2 separate regions of the Gossypium arboreum genome follow, and region 1 is linked to region 2. The links are chromatin contacts, called in public Hi-C maps. All regions are on one chromosome and are shown on one strand. The core of a region is the stretch at or near the end of the contact, and the rest is flanking DNA. Distances in the headings are between cores, read along the strand shown.

Region 1 (4,877 bases), core at 1,890-4,389, 220 kb after region 2:
CGATGATATTTTATTTAGCTAGCTTGTTTGACAAAAATATAATATAAATTTTGAGTGTGATAAAAAATCCATGAAAAATATCATAACCTATAAAAATAAATTATTCCAAATCCAGATAATAAGAAATGAGAAAATTTTAAGAGATTAAATTAGTTCTAACTTTATTTTTTTCCTTTCATTTTTCAATGTGTTTTTCTTTCGATTTTTCAACTTTTTACCAAATACGCCAAAAGAAAAAGAAAAATATATTTTTTTTCTTTTAATTTTTTATTTTTTACAATTTTAGTTTTTACTTTTTAATTTTCTTTCCACTCTACCAAGTAAAGACCAAGTGCCAAGGCATATGATTCAACAAATCAAATTTCAATATTAACCCTTCTAGAAATGGTAGATTACTGCTCTATGAATAGTCATTGCAGCAGTATTATTTGAAATTACCAAGGACAGAAAAGCACCCAAGACACAAACAGAATAGGTTTCCCTTGAGGCAGACCAGGCCAGACACACAAGTAGAAGAGTTGTCTTCATCATTTCACTATCCACCTTTTCAGTAAAAGTTGTCTTTTGGGTTTTATTCCACAATGCTTGGATGCAAAAAGAAAGTGAGCGCTCACAGGTACCATGCATTAGCACTAAAACCGATCTCTTCAGTAGGAATGCATGAAAATAATGGAGCCAACCCATCAAACAAAAGATAATTACTCGTTCAAACATAATATCGGGTATTCAGAAGGATTGGAGTTTCATTATCTTCTAAGTGTAATTTTGTACAACATGTAATGATACACATCCTAGCAGGCTTGATTATGATCATGAAAATGAATAGTTACAGGTTTTACAATTTAAATAACAAAAACATCCAACTTATTCCTACCGTAGATAGAGAGAGACCAAGAATTGAGAGAAGAGTATAATTTCACCAACTACAGTAGCTGGAGAGTGTATTCCAAGAAATGGGACTATGTCTACCTGCAACCAGTTTTCAACGGCTGATCCCACCACTGCACCAGCAACAAGCCCCCCTATAGTTATTAATGTAGCCTTACCTGCATAAGGGAAAAATGATATATTTTTTTCCAAACTGAAGTTTAAACAAATTCGGAACTCACACAAGTATGCAGTGGCAATCTAATATATTGGAAGAAAGGGTCATAAAATCCCAAAGGTGCCAACTTCCTTTTGCTTTAAAGGACTTCACTAGCAAAGCTTCATCTCTACTTGGGGAAAAATGTCAACGTTCTCATAGAGAGAAATTAATCAAAATTTCTAAAAATTCAGTACGATCCTATAACCATGAGAAATCTTCTTCTATGATTGATAAGGGGAATTCAGGGAATTTCTAGAAATAAAATTTCACAAGCAATACCATATGACAGCTGAATACAAATAAATGCTATTAAAGTAATAACTAATGTGGCTTGAACTATAGTAAATTGCCAGCATGATATATACATTTTGCCATCATATACAATGTTTCGGCTCTTCTCTCTTGATCCCTCCTCTTTCCTTCTCCATTTAAGATGAAAAACAATCTGAATAGCAACTGAACTTTCATATTTGAGAAAATAACATATAACTAAAGTTCTATGATATATGCAAGAAGCCACATTACCTAACTTCAAGTTCCTTCTGGTCATGAAATACAAGGAAGCTCCGAAGCTACTTGCTAAGATAAGCCCAGCAACATCAGGTCCGGCATAAGGAATTGCAGAGGATGTAGAAGTTTCATTCACATACGTCAGGACCATAAGAGCCCCATATACTCCAGCTTGTAAGCCCAAATCACCTGTAGATGGTGTTTCAACTGAAACAGGTAAATTCTTCGTAGTCGTTTGCACCCACTGAGGCATTGATCTCACCCCAAGTGGATTAACAGGTTTAACATCTGCAAATCTAATGCTTCTGTCTACAACTTTTCCAGCTCGTCGTTGTGTTAAGCTCCTCATAAGCAACATGTCATATGCAGCCTCAACCTAAAACACAAATCAAAGTATTAAGAAAGCAAAACTATAGAGAACCATACAGGAGTCAATATCCTCACCGGACAAAAGAATAGATGTAATAAAATAGAAAATATACAGTTCACATTCATCCAAAAAAAAAAAAAAAAAAACAAGCTTATCAGTTAAGTGAGAAAAACATGCATAGATGAACCACCATAAGCATCATAGGACCACTTTGTTGCAATGATATAATATTTGTTTAATCTAAAAAATGGGAAATGTTCCACTAGGCACCATCCTAAATATATATATAACAAATGGGAAAGCACATGCTATACAGAAAACTCTCTCTCTCTCTCTCTCTCTCTCTCTCTCTCTCTGGTTGGAAAAGTGCTCTATAAAGAACAATTCAAAATCCAAGCAATACACAAAGTAAAAAACTGAAACTCCTATTGAAAACATAAATACAAGTCAGAATTTTGTTGATTTACAAAGCTCATATAACAGATGACAAAAGATAACAAGTTATGAAGGAAACATTCAATAAGCCCCTGCAATACCAAAGAGACAGATCTCAAAAATTTTCTACAAATATATTCATGAATATCTAAAAACTCACCATCCAAAACATCAAACTTTACGTGAATGACAAAAGAAAGAAAAATAATACATATGAATAAGTTCAATACTCAGAAGCAAAATTATCAATATTTTGACCAAAATTTAAACACTTATGACCCAAATCTTAAAATTTTCAATGTGAAAAAAGAAAGGCAATGAATCAACCTGGGCGATAGCTTCTTGGTTATCCTTAATAGAGGCGACAATCGAATTCTTGGCGCGAAGAATATCATCAAAAGAAGCACTTTCGGAGACTCCAAGGAGATTGAGCGCGTTCTCAACAGACATCTCGAACGGAGCGGAGTCATCAGCTCGTGAACCGGCACGAGCGGCTAATGGTCGTCGCGTATGGAGGATTGCGGCGGCTCTCCAGGGCTCGATTTTAGCGGGTTTTAAAGAAGGGTGGGTTTGGTTAGGGAGGCGCACCGGCGGTCTGGGAATAGGGGAGCCGGGAGTTAGACGGTCAGGCCGGACGGAGAGTGTGTGTACAGCCATTTCGGAAGAAGAAAAAAAGCAAGGATTTGATATTTTTGGACAACAAAATATAAGGCCAATGTAATAGTAATTGGGAGTATGTTGTATATATTATAGGTATTATATATGCAAAATATAAATTTGTAATTTGTAATTAAGTTGAATTAATTAGTTAAATGATCCTATCTTATTTTTTAATTTAATTATAAAAACAATTAAGATAAAAATATTAAAATTAGTTTAAATTATTAATATTTTATATCCATTGATGGTACAAGTCAATATTAGTTGAAATAGAGCAAAAACACAAAAGAAAATTTGATAACAACAAAATGATACATATATGCTACATAGTTTGGACTAAAGATAGTTCTCAGGTCGGGTTCGGACCGAGTTTAAGAATGGAATTAACGCATTTTTATGCTAATTCAAGCTCGACCTAACTCGAAATATGAGCTTAAAATTTTATTTAAACCTATCTATATTTACAAATAGTTAACCCAAGCCCGTTTTAAATTTACTCATATTATTTTTAAAATTTTTAAAATATTTATATTATTTTTAATTTAGGAATTTAATATTTTTTTTGCATTTATTAAATTTTTATACATAGACCACTTAATATATTTTTTAATATTTACATTATAGTATTATATATTACTATAAATTTAATATATTTTTTTGGTTATAAATTACATAACATAGTATATTACAAAATTAAAAACAGAATGAATGGAACTCAAGCGTGAGATGAGCCTATTTTTAAACATATTTATATTTTGTTCGAACTCATTCTTTTAGCTTAATATTTTAGAACAAATTTTCTAAAACAAGAAAATTAAAAAGAGTTTGAAAGTCGTAATTGAAGCAAATAATTAAGATGCTCTATCTATACTAATTCAATTTTATCCATTTATTATAATAATATTTGAGATGCTCTAGTTACAATTTCTTTTTCATTTTATTGTAATTTTAATAATTATTCAAACTATATTTTTGTTGGATGTGGTATTTTCTAAATAAAATAAAATTAATCATTTCAATATCACTTAAGACAAAAATAAAATAAAATCAATTTAAAATTAGAATATGGTTTTGGAGCCAGTTTACTAATCAAACCAAACTAAAATAGTCAACAAAGAAATGAAGAGTCCGTCAGCAAGTTACTTGTTATGGTATAAAGGAATAACATGGACAGGAAACATGTTTGCCTGTGAGTAAATGGTCAATGTGGATCAATTTAAATCCAGTATATAAATTTTAAGATTTTTAAATTATTTTTGCTTTGAGTTTAGATCATTTTTTACCAGAGTTAATTTTTTCATAATGCAATATCACTAATAAGCATAGTTTTTCCATTGTACTTCCTGTCGAGGAAGATGAGCCTCACATTCAAGCACTTAGGAACCAAAATACAAGGCTTAAAACAGATTATCAGCCAACTGATTAGTTTCCTAGGTAAATCTAATATAAATATTGTATATATGAAATTATGAATGCACCTATGGGCTTGGAGAATATGCAAGGCTGAAACAATAACAGCTAACTTCAAAACAAATCATATTCAGGATACAACTTTCTTTGTTTCCCATCTACTATATACAGTAGTTTACAAGAGCATCCATGTTAAGCAGGGATGGATCCATAAAAGAACTCATTCAATAATTGTTTCAAATTCGAAAGATGTAAGAATAACTAGCTAATGAGAAACATCAGCCTGCTTTTGATGTTCTTACCACTGGTGGGAGGATAACGGAATCAAGATTCTTTGGATAGGGAGTCCACAAGCCAAATCCGCCTCAGACTCTCTTTCATGCTACTACCATTTCCCTTAAATTC
Region 2 (5,181 bases), core at 1,962-4,461:
AGGGAGGAAAATAAAAATACAAATAAAGTGCAACTCCATGGTGTAGGACTGTAAAGCAATGCTATCAATGGAAATAGTAGCTATTGCGAAAATAAAACCAAAAGCGTTTCTAGTTCTACTAGGGCACTTTTAAAAAGGAAAATGCACAACTTGATCAAACCATCATATGGTGGATAAAGTAACTTTTCGAATTTTAATCACTAAAACTCGTCGTCATCTTCCTCTGCAATGTGCTTTGCAAGCTCTTGCTCCTGTTGTTGTCTTTCTCTCCTCTTCTCAGCACTTTCTTTCTCCTTGTGGGAGTTTGGTGGGAACCGAAGTGCACGCACAGCCTCGTTATGCATATTGAGGCAGAAAGCAATCCTAGAGTTGAATGCCGTTTGAGGCTCAGTTGTAGAGTAGATGTCGCCCGTCTCCTTGGACAGCATACATCCATTTGAATGATCCAATGTTGCATCGATTGCTCCATCTCTGATTGCCTTGGCTACTATGCTCTCAGCATCGGCAACAGAGTCCAATCTAAGCTTCTTGCCAACATCAGCCAGTGCAATGCGAGAATATGAGATACTTATGTTGCGTAGCCCAGTCCGAATGACATTATGCCGCAGCCTAACAATCAAGTTATGGGTCCGGTCTGAACTGAAAGTAGTTGAGAACTTCTCAGCAACAGATCTGAAAAGCTCCAAATCACCAATGCGGACAGCCTGAAAAATACACAGATGTTGTGTTCTCAGAACCATTAGTAAAATCTAGGAACCACTGAAACCAAAGAGAGTCCAAAATGATTATAACGTGAGCATATATGCACATGATTCTCTCCATTTCGTTTCTAGGAAAGACATGCTTGGAATATCAAACTTGGTTCTCTATAAAGTAAGACGACTACACAAACTTAAACTCACATTTGTCAGTTCAAAGTAAGGCCTCAATGCTTTCTCCATGCCTTTCTGCATAAACACAGTCCTCTCGGGGATTTCTCCAAGCAGTAATCGAACAATGATAGCCCATTTGTTGCATTGAACCCGAAAACCAAGGGCTGCAACAGGAGCTTTCCTAGCAGCTTGGAGGAGACATTCTTTGGCATCTGTGTACTCCAATTGAATTGTCCTAATCTTCCCCAAGTAAAAAAGGTAGCGGCAAAACTGCAGAGGATAACCATTGTCTCATGAATAGAATCAAACTATAATGTTTTTACAGTTACAACAATAACCAAAAGCCATGCCAAACTCCAGGTAACCATTTAATAACCATAAAAATACAGCTCGGTTACTTTAACATTTACTGTTAAAAGACAAAAAGATAACAAAAAACCGTGACTTACCTGTTGGTTTGAGTGAGCTTCAAATCTAGGTGCCTTTGATCTCAGTTTCTCAGCTTGGTCATACAAATTGTAATGGAGGTAATTGCGAAGTAGCAGGTTAAGAAGAGTCTCCTGCATGAGAACGATATATTTAAAAATATGATCCTTTCAGAGACATAATTGCTCAAATGTTTGAAAATTTACCTGACCCAGCTCGTCATGGCGCAATGTTGCAATCCGGTGCAGGGCTAGAAGGTTACTGTCAAATTAAAGATCATCCTAATTAGACCTAGAATGTCATATGTACTTCTGATCATGAATAAAAGAACTATAACATGCTGAGGTTTATTTAAAAGGAAACGCACATCAGAAAAGATGCTAAAGACAACATATGATAAAAGTTAGGAATGAATCAAGTATAGCTCACCTCCTAATTTCAGAAAGAGTACCAGTGAGTTCATAGCAAAGAGAGTAATAAAAGTACAGCCTAGCAGCTAGAACATCGAGAGTCCTCCTGTTCAAATTCTTCAGCCGAGAAATGCTTGCAGAGGAACATGCCTTTGCCTGAAACAAGATAACATCATGTTCAAGAAACAGGAAACATCCTGATGAAATTATTTGCTAATGTACCTCATCATATTTCTTTTGATCAATCAGAAATATCAGGACAAGCAAATAGCAGTAGATTTCTAGCTCTGGCAAGGAATGCTTAGCAGGAGGTTGAGCTGTGGAGGTTGCAGTGTCGACTTCCATCTCATTCTCATCTTCCTGAAACAAATTCAAACCATGAGTTCTTAAAAGAACAATTAATTCAGGACTTATTAACTTACAATCATTGTACTCATAAACAAAAATTATTTCTGTGAGGTGAGAAACTAGACTGGCTGACAGAGAAACTAGGCTGGCGACTAAAGCATTTCCTTGAACTTGGAACCAGAAAGCCTAATACACTGGTGAAGGTGACAACGGAGAAAATAACATCATACCTCACAACAGAGTGCAAACAAAGGGCAAATCACCAAAAATTAACTTCAAAGATGCAACCAATTATTTTCTATCTTTAGCATTTGTTGCACTTCAATGCTTTTAATTAACTAAGACATCATGTCTAATCTAAGAGGATGGAATGGCAATCACTTCACCACAAGGGGGAAAAACACTTCCACATCAATAACTGAATATTACGATGTCCCCTTCAAAAGATTACCTTAGGAAGATAAGAAGAAAGACGAGTGAAGGCCTCGGATCCAGGGGTAAGAGCGAAACTGAGGAAAACGGAAAGCACGGATGCCTTCAACTTCCGTCTTAAAGCCATTGTAAGTCGTATAGCCCTCAAAATACGGCGAGCTTCACGGTCATAAGCACCGGTCTCAATCAGAGACGCAATTTCCTTCAAATCTAACAGAAACCCAGAAAATTTTATTCAAATCCGTGAAAACCCACAAGTTACCAGTCCAGAAAACGCTAAAAGAAAATCAGATTTCTATCACCAAACGTCAAAAAAATATGCGCTAGAGATATTTGGATGTTATAGAAGCATAGATAGATTGTACTTACGGTGCAAAGTGGAAGGAGAAGAGGAAGGAACGGAATTGGACGGAGCTGGTTGCTCTTTCATCTCCACATCTTGAGTCATCTTTGAGAATCTGAAAAATGCAAATTGAAAACGAATTTTGACGTGAAAATCAAGGGGAAAAAAAGGTGAAATATTGATTAGGGAGATGCTTAAAACTGAAAAAGCACAAAGGGAAACGAGAAAAAAAAATTACCTTTGATTCACGAAAGGAAGAGCTGGATTTTGGGGGAATCGAGAGCCGAGCCTGCAGTGGACTAAGGTTTTAGTTTCTTCAGCAGTAGGTCTTGTGAGAGGAGTTGAAGAAAGCGAAAAAGGCCGGACTGAACGACGTCGTTTATATGGAAATCAGAAGTCATTATAGAATAGGTCTAGAGAGCCCAAATAAACTCTATATTGGGCCACGGCCCATTATTCTGTTAGATCCTGTCTTGTGGGTTCATCTATGTAACTATAACTTTATAAAATTAAGGCTTTATTCATTAATTCAACAATACTCCAAGATTGATTCTTAAAGGGTTTTTTTAATTTTAAAAAAATAATACCAACAAATAAAATGTGATACGTGTCATGTTTTTATTATTGAATATCATACATTTTTTGGGTAAATGAGACAATTAATAGTTGAAGTATCACTTCTAACTAAAAGTGTTCATGTTAGGTTGGGCTAGCTTGGGTCCAACTACCATACATAGTTGTTAAAGCGCAACCCGAATTGAAATATGGGTCTCATATTTTGCTCAAGCCCACATTTATTTGTAAATGACTACTCCAAGTTTATTGCCAACATAGTATGAAAGCTTACAAGAATAGTACATAGAAAAGGCAAGAGGGTCGACGCTGCGTTGATGGGTCCAGGTTTGACTAGAAGGTTAGCATGCTCAGAAATGACCTTGATGATGTGTTTGTCGATGACTTGACGATACACGTTGTTCCCCTACTATCAAATATTCCTTCAACGGATAGAATCGCTCGTGGCCCACCTGACTGAACCATTGCATGTATACCTCAGAGGTATAAAAAATACTATCCTAATGATAACTCTTGAAAAGAGGTATATTTCATGCCTTTAGACCTAGCCAATTGCTTGTACTATGTACATTTAGTTGCATTTTAGGACATTTCATTAGTATTTTTATCATTGCATTAGGAGCTTGGACAGTGTTTAAATATTAGGTAATTTTAATTGTTTGTGGTAGGGCTGTGTTTGGTGGTTTGGTATGTACAGGTTGAGGAATGAGAAATAAATGAGTGAAGGTTTGCCGAGGCAAAAGGTTGGACATTTTGTCAACACAGATGCTGTGACAATTCCAGGAAGACCGAGTCAATACTCAACGCATACTAGTTTCAGCCAAATTGTACTTGTACTGGAAAAATCTACCTAAAAAAGAGGATAAGATAATCTTGGGTTATTAAAAAAAGAATTTAAAAAGATGAGAAGATAAACATGGGTTGTTAGATTTACCCTAAGGAAAAGGCTATAAAAAGCTAAAGGAGGAAACCTTAAAGGACGAATAAGGTTGGAGATCCATAGGGAAACGAGAAGGTAGCAGTTGAGTAGAGACGGAAAGAGGAAGACGAATGCAGTTCTTCTCAACCACCACAGGACACTGTGCCACTAGAGTGTGAACTGGACACACGAAAACTATCTTCCCAATGTTCTTCTATTATTTCTTAACTATTTCTCCGTGAATTAATTTGATGAAAACCATGTTGAATGATATTTTGGTTTTGAATTCTATTTGCCAACCCATGAGTTAAATCTCATAGGGTTGGGATTACTTGATGAAACCTTTATTTTCTTTAATGGTTAAAACTTAAATCTGAATTAATTTACTGTTTCATTCAATTGTTTTTTTTTCAAAATTATATCCTTAGACATAGACAACTGTACAACATGCCTATAAACTAATTTAATTCTGAAAAAGTTGGATTAGTTGGACCAAAATTGAATGATATGAGCAAGTACTCGATAGATACTTGTAGTTGACTCTAGACATAGAGCAAAGTTCATACAAAAGGAAATAGTGCAAGGTACCGTATTAAAGGCCTATAGGCACGAACAAGGTAACTTGATGTTTTTGCTCTCGAAAGAAGTAAACCACTTTGGAAATCTTCTAAGCAATAGATTGATTACGATTTTGCCAAGGCATTTCTGACAGTAAGGGTAGATTCTTAGTAATTCCAACCTTCCATATCAACATCGTATATCCCTTATCCCTTGCCATAGTATATTTGCCAAGGCATCCTTAGTTGTTTACTTGTTCAATTACATATTATTCATATAATTATTTTCGTAATTGCCACT

What was found. A called contact is a pair of places that touch in the nucleus more often than the background predicts.
Region 1: a contact with region 2 is called in a Hi-C map of leaf, with 7 times the contacts expected there. The contact joins the promoter of LOC108465013 here to the promoter of LOC108467224 in region 2. A contact is called at or near these places in 2 of 5 Hi-C or Micro-C datasets (both in leaf).

What each region holds. Positions count from the first base shown.
Region 1 is chr2:103,123,014-103,127,890 of ASM2569848v2, forward strand. It overlaps LOC108465013 (protein CHAPERONE-LIKE PROTEIN OF POR1, chloroplastic-like), which reads right to left and starts at 3,140. Exons shown (of 3, transcript XM_017765315.2): 1 at 2,730-3,140; 2 at 1,613-1,973; 3 at 724-1,046. The coding sequence starts at 3,059. The coding sequence ends at 871. LOC108462559 (probable hexosyltransferase MUCI70) reads right to left here. Exons shown (of 8, transcript XM_017762503.2): 8 at 4,559-4,877. The coding sequence ends at 4,797.
Region 2 is chr2:102,903,521-102,908,701 of ASM2569848v2, forward strand. LOC108467224 (probable 26S proteasome non-ATPase regulatory subunit 3) reads right to left here and starts at 3,212. Exons shown (of 9, transcript XM_017767809.2): 1 at 3,070-3,212; 2 at 2,858-2,946; 3 at 2,508-2,698; 4 at 1,931-2,068; 5 at 1,728-1,864; 6 at 1,505-1,559; 7 at 1,322-1,432; 8 at 903-1,142; 9 at 1-704. The coding sequence starts at 2,936. The coding sequence ends at 201.